Linked DNA regions of Mus musculus: region 2 is linked to region 1. The links are chromatin contacts, called in public Hi-C maps. All regions are on one chromosome and are shown on one strand. The core of a region is the stretch at or near the end of the contact, and the rest is flanking DNA. Distances in the headings are between cores, read along the strand shown.

Region 1 (2,700 bases), core at 201-2,700:
TTGTGCATCAGCAGACCCCCCAATCACATCTCCTCCTCCTAGCATACCCCATGTGGGTAGCACAGAGCCAATGACTGACAGCTACTGCTAGTGTTCATTTCTCACTATATCTGTGAGTAGTGGTAGGATGGAGATGCTGGGACCAGGAGAGACTTACAGTGCCGAAAACCAGGATGTCAAAACGGATGCCGAAGGCTTTGATCAACGTCCGCTTTTCCACATTGTTCTCCTTATAGTACTTGGCATATCTGTGGGAGAAAAGCAGCCATCTTTATAGCATCCTCTCTGACAAGTGCTGGTGTCTTATGGGGAGAAAGAACAAACTAGTAGGCATTCCAGTCTTCCTTGTCTGCTCTTGATGCCATTCTAGATCTTAATGGAGGGCAAAGATTATGTGGGGGAAGGCTATTCAAAAAAGGGGCCTCTGGACCTGAATGAGTGCCAAAGAGGGGTTTCGGAAGGTCTGAGTAGCTCCACCTTGGTACAGGCAGGTGGTGAGTTGGTGAGGGGCACTGGACAAGGTGCTTTTCTTCACATAATGGATTAAATAATGTCCTCCCCGAAAGAAGATAGGCTCAAGTCACCCCCCAACCCCAGGCCAGCACCACAATGATGACCTTATTTGGAAACAGAGTTTTTGCACATGTAAATAAAACTCTCAAGATGAGATTCCTGGAGGTCCTACATCCCATGATTAAGCAGGCATCCTTATAAATTAAGTGGAGAACCTTAATTTATAAGGTTTATTTATTTTTTTCAACCCTTCAGGGATGAAAGCAGAGGTTGTTCAGCTATGAGGTAAGAGATTCCCGAAGCAGATAAAGATGGAGGAGGCAAGAGAAGACCTTCAGAGAGCGACAGCCCTTCTGACACCTGGTCTGCTCAGACTTCTAGTCTCTATGAGAGAATGTCTACAGCCTGATGCAATTTATAGTAATCTGCTATAGCACCAAAGGAAACTAATATGTACCCAAACATGTTCTGGAGCCAAGAAGTGCATCTTATCTCCCCTGTATCATACGTGAGTCAACGGAATCGGGCGCTCACCAAAGGACATTCTGTAGTGTATCTTCTTCATTTTAGTGTGTGTGTGTGTGTGTGTGTGTGTGTGTGTGTGTGTGTGTGTGTAGACCAGAAGTCTGTATCAGGAATCTTCCTCAATCACTCTCTCTGCCTTATTTCATCAGACCTGTTCTCTCTCTGAACCTTCTGAACACCAGCTTGTCTGGACCAGTTGGCCAGCGAGCCCCAGGAATCCCCCTGTCTCTGTTTGTGTGGCACTGGGATTCTAGGCACACACCACTAGGCTTGGTTTTCTGCACGGATGCTGGAAATCCAAACTCATGTCCTCTCGCTTGCGTGACAAGCACTTTTCTGACCGAGCCATCTCCCCAGCTCCCATAAATCTTTTTCTTGAGGACTAAGTTACATAATGTGAACTTTTAAACTTCCTGTTAAAAAAAAAAGAAAGCTATATTTTCCCCCCATACCTCATATAGCCAGTCATTTCCTTCTCTCTTTTGATGCTCTTTGAAAACAACTTGTCCTCTTGCCTATCAGATCTCCATAATTTATTTTTGTCCAAAGCTTTCTCCTGGTGCTCATTCAACAACAAATTGGCTAACGTTTTATTCTAAAGGAATACTGACGTCACAGTGCCTTCGGGTCTCAGGAGAGCTCAGATCCTACCAGGACCGAATGTTCTTAGGTTTAGCTCTGAGAGCGGCAGATGACAGCTAATGTCTGCTTGGTACACTGTCCTTGCATGCTCTGTCTGCTTGATAAATTAAAATGCCCAGGACAGCCAGGGGACCATTCATTCTGGCCATAGCCTATTCAGCACATCACATTGTTCTGCAAGGATGATCAAAAAGATATCTGAACTAAGAGCCTCTTCCTGAGCCCAGGATGAGAGTTCACCAACCCCGAGGAGGCAGAAAGCCTCAGCCAGCTTGCAGGTTGAGTCAAGGGTCTCCAGAGGGGCTGGGCATAAAGCATGCCAGTGACATATAAAGACAGAAAGGAGTGGCAAGGACAGTGACATCACAAAAGCTGTATGCTCTTTCTTCAGGGGGGCTGATCTCCAGCTCCCAGCAGTGCTGTTGTAATGGGATAGGAGCCCAGCATAATTAAAAGTTGTAAACCTTTTGTCAGATACTTCAGTTTCTCGGGAAGAAGAGCCCAGATCTTTGTGTAGAATATCACAAAGTTGAAAACATTCTGTACATGCAAAAACAGAAACAAAAACTAAAACCGGAATCTCCAGGGGATCTTGTTCCAGTGATGGTATTTGCTAAGTCGGGATAGAGAGGTAGGGCACTATGACCCTCAGCATATAAGCAAGCATCCAGGGGAGGCCCATGACCCAGGATCCAGGATAGAGCTCTGAGGACAGGCATCTGGCTCAGCAGTATTCAAATTCGAGCTAAGAGCAGAGCCCCACGGAGACCTGTGATAGTACAGGTCATGGACTGGGCCCCTATACAGTCTCACACAGGCTGAGCATCTAGGCTGGGCCCAGGAATGTGTGTTTTTGACTCACTGTGTTGCTGGTGATGAGGGCTGCTTTTGGAGAGCAGCTAGTCCACGCTGTAGACACGAAAGGCATTCATTCACAGATTTTACAAGTTGCTTCTCAGAGCCCTGTTCTCTTCACTAAGAAAGGGAGCCATGTCTGCAGGAGTGCCTGCTCTGAGAGGC
Region 2 (2,700 bases), core at 50-2,549, 230 kb after region 1:
GCATGCCACACACAGCACGTGGTGATGGTCAGAGGGCAATCTGTGGGAGCTGCCTGTCTTACCGTGTAGGTCTCAGGACTGACCTCGTCAGTCTTAGTGGCATCGTTACCCAAACCACTAAACCTGTTCCCTGAAACTTCAAAAAAATTTTTTCTTTTGCAGACAGGCTGACCGGGAACTCACTCTGTAGACAAGGTTGGCCTCAAATTCACAGATCTACCTGCCTCCCAAAGGCTGGGATTGAATGCGTGCACCACCATTGCCCAGCATATATATACTCTTAAACGTAACAAAAATAGAAAAGAAAAAAAAAGAATTCAATTTTATTCCCAAACCAGTGAAAGCACAGAGATTACCGTGGGTCAGAACAAACGCCCCCACCTCCTGTGATAGCCCATGCTGCCTCTGGACTCCGGATGCTAGCAAGAAGGCCAGTGGCCCTGCAGTAGAATCCCGAGCCAGAATACCCTCTTCATAGCATCATATAAACTTAGGAATGTGCCAGAAGCAAGAAGAACAAAACTCAGAGAATTCCCATGGCTCAGAACTAGTCAACTGACCGAAGGCTTCTGGACCAGACTAAACTAGTTCAAAAATAAAGTGAGATGAACACAACAACTACCAAGTGGTGTTAGCTGGTTTAAACCAACCCAAGCAGGTCTAAGCCACATCTGGCTGTGTAAAGCACTTTAGCAGGCTCAGAGCTGCTCGGTCATCTGTAAGCCTCAGGGAGAGGAGGATGCTGCGGGGGAAGGACAACAGAACATGCAAGTGTAGTACTCACTGAGCAGCTCTGCTTTCTTCACCACGGCCTTGACGTAGTCCGGCCTCTGCGCCAGGGCTTTATCTAACAGAGTTTTGGCTTTCTCCTGGGTCACTGGATCTTCCAGACACACGGTGGCTAACAGCGTAAGCGTCTGAGCGTTTGCACCCAGAGTTTTGTAAACATTGTTGGCCATCACCATTGCTTCTCGGATGCTGTTAGAAGCTAAGTAACACTCTATGAGACCTGAAACACAGAGAGCAGAGATGCCAGGCAGGATGGCTCACCAGCCCCTCCTGAGCTCTGCCCCAGGCTGCGCCCACTCCCGCAGCGCCTTCCTTCACTCTAGTGTTCTAAGGAGCTGTGAAGAATGACCCAGCAAGGCCCTCTAGCTATAAAAGCAGATTTTTCTTTTTCTTGACTTCAAATTTTTCTCTTCAACTTTGACCTCATCTTCCTGTTACGAGGCAGACTGCTGAGCTTATTGTTAATTCCTACGACGAGGTCTAGAGGGACAGGATCTTGGAAGAGCTATTTTAGTGTCAGTGACTCAGTCACCAAATGTCGCTAAACCTGGCACAGCTCTGCTGGGCTGCAGTGACATCCAGCCTCAAAAGAAATATTAACAATAAAAACTGTTTTAAAAAGCAGCTCAGCTGCCCAGGCTGGAGAAACTCAGAGTTCCGTGTCACAGCTGCTGCTTTCCCCAGCTGCCCTGCCTCTAACACAGCACAGCACCAGCAAACTCTGACCAACACCACTGCCATCTGGGCGCAGCTGTCAGGCCGACACCGCATCGGCAGGTCCCCGGCTTACCTTCGTAACAGTCCAAGCGACAAGGCGCAAGCCTGATGGCCTCCCGAAAGTGTATGATGGCTTCCTGGACCCTCCCCATGTTCCTAAGCGCCGCCCCCTTGAGTAACAGAGCCTGGACGCTGTTGCTGTTCAGCTGGATGGCCTTGGCACCTAAGTACAGGGCCCGAGAGTAGCGCTTGCTATAGAAGCTGTGGCATCTGGGGAAAAAAAAACCACAAGTTCTCTGAGAGAAGCCTCTGAAGAAGGCTTAACACCAGACTATAGAGAATTTCTGAATCCTAGCACTTGGGAAGCCGACAAACTGTCTTTAAAAACAAACTAGGGCTGGTGAGATGGCGCAACAGGTAAGAGCACCGACTGCTCTTCGAAGGTCCTGAGTTCAATTCCCAGCAACCACATAACCATCATAACCATTGGAACGAGATCTGACTCCCTCTTCTGGAGTGTCTGAAGACAGCTACAGTGTACTTATGTATAATAAATCTTTAAAAAACAAACAAAAAAGCTGTCCAAGGTGCTTGCAGGCAAGCCTAGTACTTCCTAAGACCTACACTGCTCTTGCTAATTGTTCTATGACTTCCAAATATGTGTGTCAGGTACTGTGGCTCTGTGCTGGTGCGCCTCATCCCTGCCCCCAGAGGCACTGGCATTGTCTCTGCTCCTGTGCCCAAGAAGTTACTGATGTTGGCCGGTATAGATGACTGCTACACTTCAGCCAGAGGCTGCACTGCCACCCTGGGCAACTTTGCCAAGGCCTCCTTTGATGCCACCTCTAAGACCTACAGTTACCTAACCCCCAACCTCTGGAAAGAGACTTGTGTTCACCAAGTCTCCTTATCAGGAATCCACTGATCATCTTGTGAAAACCCACAGCAGTCTCTCTTCAAAGGACCCAGGCTCCAGCTGTGGCTATCAATTAAGAGTTTTTATACAGCCGGGCAGTGATGCGCACACCTTTAATCCCAGCACTTGGGAGGCAGAGGCAGGTGGATCTCTGAGTTCAAGGCCAGCCTGGTCTACAGAGTGAGTTCCAGGACAGCCAGGGCTACACAGAGAAACCCTGTCTAGAAAAAAAAACAAAACAACAACAAAAAAGTCTGTATACATGATCACAATTACAA

What was found. A called contact is a pair of places that touch in the nucleus more often than the background predicts.
Region 2: a Hi-C map of bone marrow-derived macrophages shows a contact between it and region 1, with 30 read pairs. The contact joins two enhancer-like sites. A contact is called at or near these places in 3 of 484 Hi-C or Micro-C datasets (the HL-1 cell line, bone marrow-derived macrophages and nephron progenitors), 4 of 115 datasets of contacts at active chromatin or transcription factors (T-cell acute lymphoblastic leukemia, embryonic stem cells and memory CD8 T cells) and 5 of 9 other capture datasets (adipose tissue, embryonic stem cells, liver and 2 more).

The regions. Positions count from the first base shown.
Region 1 is chr5:122,667,986-122,670,685 of GRCm38.p6, reverse strand. It overlaps P2rx7 (purinergic receptor P2X, ligand-gated ion channel, 7), which reads right to left. Exons shown (of 13, transcript NM_011027.4): 9 at 158-248. Among named protein-coding and RNA genes, the nearest start is that of Mir8115, 13 kb to the left of the region's middle. Within about 2 kb of position 1,450, at least 20 of the 459 cell types and tissues checked have an H3K27ac peak or open chromatin away from gene starts, as enhancers often do. A contact at or near this core is called in bone marrow-derived macrophages, where this site is marked.
Region 2 is chr5:122,438,395-122,441,094 of GRCm38.p6, reverse strand. Anapc7 (anaphase promoting complex subunit 7) reads right to left here. Exons shown (of 11, transcript NM_019805.4): 8 at 1,580-1,776; 9 at 785-1,009. Among named protein-coding and RNA genes, the nearest start is that of Anapc7, 17 kb to the right of the region's middle. Within about 2 kb of position 1,299, at least 21 of the 459 cell types and tissues checked have an H3K27ac peak or open chromatin away from gene starts, as enhancers often do. A contact at or near this core is called in bone marrow-derived macrophages, where this site is marked.